Regions from separate parts of the Gossypium hirsutum genome. Here region 1 is linked to region 2. The links are chromatin contacts, called in public Hi-C maps. All regions are on one chromosome and are shown on one strand. The core of a region is the stretch at or near the end of the contact, and the rest is flanking DNA. Distances in the headings are between cores, read along the strand shown.

What was found. A called contact is a pair of places that touch in the nucleus more often than the background predicts.
Region 1: a Hi-C map of leaf shows a contact between it and region 2, with 2.4 times the contacts expected there. The contact joins the promoter of LOC107961888 here to the promoter of LOC107961882 in region 2. A contact is called at or near these places in 3 of 34 Hi-C or Micro-C datasets (callus and leaf).

The regions. Positions count from the first base shown.
Region 1 is chrD11:54,854,523-54,859,080 of Gossypium_hirsutum_v2.1, reverse strand. It overlaps LOC107961888 (pentatricopeptide repeat-containing protein At4g20770), which reads left to right and starts at 2,358. Exons shown (of 4, transcript XR_005920526.1): 1 at 2,358-2,832; 2 at 2,998-4,558. It overlaps LOC107961889 (tyrosine-specific transport protein), which reads right to left and starts at 575. Exons shown (of 3, transcript XM_016898054.2): 1 at 1-575. The coding sequence starts at 477.
Region 2 is chrD11:54,556,204-54,560,580 of Gossypium_hirsutum_v2.1, reverse strand. LOC107961882 reads right to left here and starts at 2,951. Exons shown (of 2, transcript XM_016898043.2): 1 at 2,612-2,951; 2 at 1,543-2,414. The coding sequence starts at 2,842. The coding sequence ends at 1,794.

The DNA.
Region 1 (4,558 bases), core at 1,109-3,608, 300 kb before region 2:
TACTGCAAAACTTAGTTCTGCAATAAGAATGATGGAGGAAATAACATAAACCCAAGAAATAATAATGGCAACGGTTGATGGAAGTGGACCTGATATTATCGTTGCAGCGGGTAAACCCAACATTCCAGGCCCTACAGCCGTACCAATAATCAAACTAACAGCACCCCAGAAGCTCTTGTCTTCTTGTTGGGATCCTTCTGGTAGCTGCTTGTTCACTGTTTCAACATTATGTTCCTTACCATCAAGGGGAACAACAGGAAGTGCCGAACTTTGGGGTGTAGATTTAAGGAGCGGCTGGTGATTCTTGGAGGGTAATGTAGAGAAGAAATGTTGGGTTATGGCAAAGAATGGAAGAGGCTTATTCTTGAATGCTGGTGAGTAGGGAATGGACAGCCTGGGAGGCTGAGTGTAGAGATATGGAAGACTGAGTCTTGACTTCAATGGTGAGATGAAAGATGGATGGTGAGAAAGTAACATATTGGCAAGACAACTTTGTTAGCAAAAGAATCTTAGAGAATCTTGTGTACTTTTAATTTTTTGGGAATCTTTGAATGGAGGCTGATAGGTAGGGAAAGTTTCAGGGGAAAATCTTAGCTTCTATCTTGTCAGAGTGGAAGTACAAAAAAACTTATATGGAGGAGATCATGGATCTATATAGACCAATTAGAGGGGCAAGAATGAAGAATGGGACTCATCCAAGAAAAAGAAGAGCAACCATTCAAAGCCATGTTTCATGGGCCACGTTAAAAGTGGGCTTACACTCGTAAAATATTTGGTAATATACATTTTTATATGTTTGGTATCAACTATCAAGTATTGCCGGCGCACCTTCCATTTTCGAATCTTAAAAATAATATTTTTAGAATATAACATTTATTATCTTATCCCTAGTTCTTTTTTCAAAACGATTTAGAGAAATACTACTTTCATATTTTTTATTTGCAATATTGGCACTCAGCAACTTATGAAACATGCATTTTTCATAAGAATTTTTCAAAAGTGTCGTGAAAGAGTATTTAGCAAAAAAAAAAAGGTTAAAATTTAAGTGTTTTGTATTATTGTTAAAATGTGTTTTTGAGAAATAACATTAATTTTAAATTTTAAATTTTAAGTATTTTTAAGAAATTAATGTTAATTATTTGTATATTTTGTTTTGAATATATAAATATTAATTATTTAAAATAAATTTAAACAATGAAATAATTATGTATTCAATACAAATATTAAATAAAATACATATTAAAAATGTTTATTTTCACAAATGCAAAAGCTAAAAAAAAATATTGCTTTTGCTTTTAGATTCAAAAGCAATTTTAATTTCAAAAGTTGTCTATTTAACCTCACTTATAAATCTAAAGGCACATTTTAAAATTAACGAGAGACAATGTTAAAGCAAACTTGTTACCATCTATGAAGAAATAAAACATCTTGTTTTTCTTTTTACAAATCATATTTACTCAAGTTCGACTCGACCCAAAATATGGACCTAAATTTTTGTATAACCCCACCTATATTTATAAATAGTTAAACCCAAGGTAATTTTAGGTTATTTTTAATTTAATATGTAATAAATTTATATCTTTTATTTATTAAGCTTTTATATTAATCATTTTAATATTTTTAATATTTACATTATAGTAGTAGAGATTTAATTTGGAAAAATTACAATAGAAGTCACTTAACTATGGTCAATTTTATTTTTTTGTAACTTAACTATAAAAAGTTTTAAATTGGTCACCAAACTTATTGGGTTAATCTCTTTTCGTCCTTTTCCGTTAATTGCTGATAAAACTTGGACGGAAGGATGACATGGCTGTTTTGAAATTGGTATAATTATAATTTAGTCCTTAACAATTACATATTTTATCAATTTGATCTTAATTCTAATAAAATCAACAAATTTAACCCTCAATTTTTACGTATTATATCGATTTATTCATAATTTTACGTTAATATATCAAAAACTTTATCTTATATTAATATTAAATAAAAATACTTTTCCCATTTCTGTTCCTCCTACCCCTCCCCCAGGGACAGTGGAGGAGAGGGAGGGGAGAATGGGAGGGAGAAGAGGTATTTTTCTAAATATTAATATAAAATAATTTTAAATATATAAATATAAATATTATGATTAAATTAATATAATATATAAAAGTTGAGGATTAGATTTACTGATTTTATTAAAATTAGGACCAAATTCATAAAATATATAATCGCTAAAAATTAAATAAGTTATTATACCAATTTTAAACTCGCCACTTCAAAAGTCTTAAAACAAGTAAGAGAAAATGACCACAAACAAAAAGATAACTCAATAAAATGGATGACAAGAAAATGTTAAGCTCTACTGAACAAAAAGAAAACTCCGACCAACTTAAAACTTTTTAAAAATTGACGCAAAAAAAAAAAAAAAAACCATAAATGGGTTACTTCACTTAAAAAATAGGGTAGACAAGACCAAGCCTGAGCCTTAAATGAAAGCGCGAGCCCTATTCCTTAAACCAGGCTAAATTTTTTCTCCAAACTCGGAACTCGGGCGGTACCCCGGCCATGAAACACACAATACCACGCCGCCAAACAAGCTTCTCACCACTTTAGTCCACTACTGTCCCGGCCTCCTTCATTGACTTGACCCAAAGCCCTCTCCTTCCGACAGACAAGGAAATTAAATGAGGTCATTTGACAGCGTAAACTTCACTTACAACATTTCTTCTGCTCGAGTCATGAGATATTGTCTGCTCTCTTAGCGGTGGTGCGAACTGGCGGCTGCTCCACCGCTATTTGAAACCATTTCTCCGGGCTGCACATCCGAGCCTCGACTCTGGATTTTAGGTACACAACTACACACCCTTTCGACTTTGTTTGATGTTCGGCTTTCACTTATGTGCATATGATTGATTTCATTTTATTGGAGCCCCATAGCTGATAAGGTAGAATAGAATTGACTAACCCAATTTATCATTAACATCATTTGTTTTTTGAATTGGTGTTTACCAGTCTGCAAGAAATACAGCCAAGTGGGAAGCAAAAGCAACATGAAGGGCATAGCTAACCTTTTGCAAACTTGCATAGACAACAAATCTCTTCTGCTAGGCAAAGTCCTCCATGCTTACATTCTTCGCACCAACCTTTTAACCAATACTTTCCTATGCAACCGTCTCATTGAACTCTATTCCAAATGCAACGACCCAACATATGCTCATCGTACATTCGACAATACCCCTCAGAAGGACATTTATTCCTGGAACGCCGTTTTGAGTTTCTATTGCAAAACTGGGAACTTAACTTTTGCCCGTAAAGTGTTCGAACAAATGCCTGAAAGAAACGTTGTTTCCTGGAACAACCTGATTAGTTTAATGTTAAAAAATGGGCACCAGGAAAAAGCTTTGGATGTTTATAAGCTTATGGTTTTGGAAGGTTTTTTGCCCACCCATATTACTTTTGCTAGCGTTTTAAGTGCCTGTGGAAGTGTTTTTGATTTGCAGCTCGGGAAGAGATGTCATGGTCTTGTCATTAAGATTGGTCTTGATAAGAATATCTTTGTCTGTAATGGGTTATTGTCTGTTTATGCTAAATGTGGGGTTATGAGGGAAGCTGTTCAAATTTTTGCAGACATTGATGAACCTAATGAGGTTACTTTTACTTCAATGATGGGTGGGTTAGGAAGGATTGATGGGGTCGTTGAGGCTTTGGAGATGTTTAGAATGATGTCTCGGAAAGGGGTTCGGATTGATTCTGTTTCATTGTCTGCTGTTTTGAGTGTTTGTGCAAAGGGGGGAGAGTATGATGAATTTGGCTGTTATGAAAATGGAGATAGATTATTACGTAATGTTGTACTTGGAGAACAAATACATGGTCTTGCATTTAAGCTTGGATTTGAACATGATCTTTATTTGGGCAACTCATTGCTTGATATGTATGCTAAGAATGGGATTATGAAGAGTGCTGAGATGGTTTTCCATACTTTGGGAAAACCCAGTGTTGTCTCCTGGAATATAATGATTGCTGGATATGGCCAGAAAGGAAATAGTGGGAAAGCTATTGAGTGTTTTCAAAGAATGCAGTTTAGTGGTTTTAAACCTGATGAGGTTACATATATTAATATGCTTGCAGCGTGTATAAAGGGTGGAGATGTTGAAACTGCACGTCAAATGTTTGATAACATGTCATGCCCAAGTGTTATTTCATGGAATGCTATAATCTCTGGCTATTCCCAGAATGAGAATCACAGAGAAGCAATAGATCTTTTTAGGGAAATGCAGTTTCAAAGTGTAAAACCTGATCGGACTACTGTGACTGTTATCCTTGGCTCATGTGCTGGAATGGCCTTTCTGGAGGGTGGAAAACAGGTCCATGCTGCCTTGCAAAAGGCTGCTCTTCATACTGATAATTATGTTGCTGGTGGGCTGATTGGCATGTACTCAAAGTGTGGGAAGATAGAAAGGGCAGAGCACATATTTTCTTCCATGCCAGAGTTAGATATTGTCTGTTGGAATTCTATGATTGCAGGTCTTACTCTTAATTCTCTAAACAGAGAAGCTTTCATGCTCTTTAAGCA
Region 2 (4,377 bases), core at 1,702-4,201:
TTAGAATAATCTTCGGGTTAAATTATACTATTAGATTCTGTCATTTTTAATTTTTGTGCTGTTAAAATTTCAATCCTCACCAAAGGATAACGGTAAATTTATGAAGTTAAGCTTTGGTATTTCTAGAATTAATCTAATGCAACAAACATATTGTCGTACATTTAATGTCATGTCAACTTCTTATTTCTACATATTACTCACTAAAAATTTAATTAATGGATTAACTACTACAATTTGCGTCAATATTGATATTTCAAAATTCGAAAAGTATAGGGACTTAGAATGATCCAATTGGAGAATATGAAATAAATCTACAACTATATGCAATGTACATACTAGTAATTGTATTTAAACAAACAAATCTAATTGTTGTCGTTTCGGTGAGGACTAAAATTTTAAAATTCGAATAAACTAAAAAAAATTCAAAATTCGAAAAGTATTAAAATTAAATTTGACCAATATTTTAAAAAATATAAATACTAATAACCGAATTTAATCCTTTTTAAGAACTCTATTAAAAAACAATTAATGAAATTTTTTTATTTCGAATTAAAATAAAGTTTATTATTTTAAACTTAGATGCCAGATTAAAATTCTGGAAATAAATTTTAATATATGTTTTAACTTTTTCTGTTTGTCAAAAAAAAAAAGTTTACTTAGTTCTTAACATTAATATAAAAGAAAATTAAAAACTTCAAATAAAACAATTTGGAGTAAATCTTAACTTTCTTTTACTTAGTGTAACTTACATAGAAAACAAAATAGTTACCGTTTGATGATATATTAATGTATTTTTTTCTTTACAAATAAATTTAAAAAAACATTTATTTTTTAATATTTTATTATACCTTAAATATTATTTCATCTTTTAATACAAGTAAAAACCTTATTTATAAATTCGGTAAGTATTATTAATAGTAAAATAATTTATGGATACTCATTTGTTCAAAATTCTGGGTTTTTTTTTCTTTAAACTTAGTACTTCTTGTTAAGGTTTTTATATCTTAATAGATATTTTTACTATTCATTTATAATTCATTTTCAAAATTCGTAATTATACCTAATATTTGTTAGTAAAATAGATATTATTTATTTATATTATTATTTATAAAGTTTTTGGTTGCGTCATGAGTGTAGTTTTAAATAATATTAATCCAGTAGCAAAATGACAAATTAAAGGATTAAAGTTGAATGACAATAAACTTATGAAATAGATGGTGCGAAAATACGACAATGGAATAAAAAACCAAAATAATAGGTCATCCCAAGAATATGCTAGTGAATGACGAATATGCGTTTTGGCGCCCCCTCTCGGACCGCCGACGGAAGATGGTGCGAAAATACGAAATGGAATAAAAAACCAGGTATGAAATTAAATATGAGTATGAAGTGTTATATTAACCTTTAAAAAGAACCCAAAATATTAGGTCATCCCGTTCATGGTAGTGGATGACGAATTCATTTCAACTCTTACCAAACCTTTTCCCTACGAAAATTTAGTTAATTAATTAAACAATCTGCTAACAAGTAAACACTAATAAATCTTCCTCACAAAGAATTGGTTATATATGCCTTCAATATATATAGGTTTAATTAAGTAGCATATTGTTACTCAACATTTTACTGTGAATTTAGCTTTCCCATATCACTGTAGGGTGGTTTTTGGAATGTTTTTCACAGTAAAATTTTGATTGTTGGATCAATACATTGAAACTTATTAGATAATATTATGGCACTTAAAGATTTTTTCACAAACTCCAGAAACCAGTAAAATAAAACAAAGTATCACAATATTAATTGTGCTTGCTATAACTGTCCTCATGACCTCCACCACTTCCGCCAACAACAGGGCAGCTCTCGTTCAGCGCTTCGGTGAAGGCCCTTGTAGCTTCGTCTATCATGACCACGGTTGCCTGTTCAATGTTGAAATCATTATCAATTACTGCTTTGATGACCAGGTTCACCAAGTCATCAACCAGTTTTGCCTTTGCTTTTAAATCCCAAATCATTCTCTTCAGCTCTTCGAGTGAACTCTCCACAGATAGTAGCCTCGCCTCGATGCCTATTTCCTCTCTTGCAATGTCCCTAGAACTGCCCTGATGCCCTCCGACATTTCTGGCAGCAGCGCGGCGGCTCCCGCGAGATTGAGCCTCGTTCGGCGCTTCAGTGAAGGCCTTTGTAGCTTCATCCATCAAGACCATGGTTGGCTGGTCAATATGGTTTAGATCCTTATCAATTACTGCTTTAGTGACCAGGTTCACCAAGTCATCAACCAAATCTACCTTTGCTTTTAAATCGCAAATCACACTCTTCAGCTCTATCAGGGAACTTTCCACAGATAGTAGCCTTGCCCCGATGCCTATTTCTTCCTCTGGTATTCTTGCTAAGTCAGCTTTTACGGCCTTATCTAGACCCTGAATTGAACAGCAGTCATAGAAAATAAATAAATTTATATTAATGTAAAACAAGCAAAATTGCTAGTTCTTTAATTGACATGAATAATTAGCATTAGGTTATTCATAAATGGAAAAAAGAATGGGCAAGTTGCCTGCAGGTAGTTCCAGTCCTAATCGAATCTCATTGATCTTTGCATGAAAGGGATCTTACTTACCCAGACCTCTCTCTCTCTCTCTCTCTCTCCCCGGGTCACATCTGTTTTGTATAAATTTTCGGGTGGGCAAAAGTCCGACCCGTTGCTGTCTGGCCATTTCTGTTTGTTTCTTCCTGCTGTAATGTGGGATTTAAGGGTTTTGCTTTTCAGGCTGTATCTTCGGAGGGATTGAAGAAAGCTCCAAGAGAAGAGGTGAAGTTGATAGCCTCCTTTGTGGAGGAATAGGGGCATGCTCAATTTTCAAGTCAGGCAAGGGTGTGAATTCAAAAGCACCGACGCATAAAGGTTGGGCGAGGGCATGTGAGCCGATATATTTAAAGCCATAACTCATGAAGTTCACCATTTCACGGGTGAGTTTGGATGAACGGTGCATTTCCTTGAGGTTAGTTTAAAAATAATAGTGGCGGTGAGATTAGATACTGTAGCGTGAGACAAAAAGTAAGTTAAACGCACAGCACCGTACCAATCGCTTATCCAAACCCACCCTAAATTTATAATTTAAACTCTTTATCATAATTTGTACTTTCTAAACAATTGTTGGTAAAAGGATATATCTATCTCGGACTTTTGACTAGGATCAAATATAATTATTTGTTCTTTATCAGCTTAAGGCTATTATAATATATATATATATATATATCGAACCACCATAAATTTGTATGTTTAATCTTATTAATTAAAAATATTTTATAAATTAGTAGCAAAATTTTTCCAACATTACTCAAAATATATGAACAGAGGAAATAAACAACTCACTCCTTATTAGTCAGCCCCCCCTGCGCAAACGAAAGAATCTTTTACTGTGTTACTGTTACATGTAAATATCTTCTCGCTTAAAAAAATAATGACAGTACTAAAAACACACACTAAAGTCTGCAGATATTCATCCAAAAATCTAGTTGTATATTCAACGGCAGTGGTGACTAAGAAACACTTGAAGAAGGAAAAACATAAGACCTGATTGGAATCCAACGACAGTGATAGATTGTAAAGAAGCGTTTGTGTGTTTGCTTATGAAGAAAAATGGAAAAAAGAAAATCACTGAGGACGAACGTGGTGAGAACTGAGAAGGGTGGTTTGATTGAGAATCTAAGAGAAGGGTATGGATTAGATAATCAAGAGATTCATGATCCAACTTTTTGAAAGACTTCTTTTCTTTTTGATAATGGAGGCTGCTAAGAGTTCAAAACATAGAACTCCTAGTCCCATGAAAGACCCACATGGTACTTCTCCATTAAAACCCGAAAGGTTTCAAAACTTACCACTAACTCAAATCCAAATATCTATAATCCAGATCTCCATTAATGAAATCTTCAAAATCCCAGAAATATTCATCCAAGAAGCAGTTGTGCGTATATATATAATATGTTCAAAGAATCCATTCCCAAAATGGTATATTAAAGGAATATGAAAGGTAAATGTTTGATTTCTTTATTCTTTGCATCATTTTGATTTTCATCAACAAACACCCCCTCCCCTTCCACTAGTGCTCCCTCTTCGTTTCGTGAATGGTTGGTGGTTTGAGTAACAAATCTAGAAACACAAACCACCCCCTTATTCCACAACAACAGCAACAACCAAAACAAAGAACAGTTTTGACATGATTAGTTTCCATGGTGAGTTTAGGGATTGAGAGTAGGACTGGGCAACGACCCAGAACCTAGCACTACATCTGGTTGACAATTAGTAGCATTAAGAAAAGGGTCGACAAGGACAAGCTGGTAGCGACGAGCCTGATGATTAGCAGAGTGGATGTGGGCATCGCA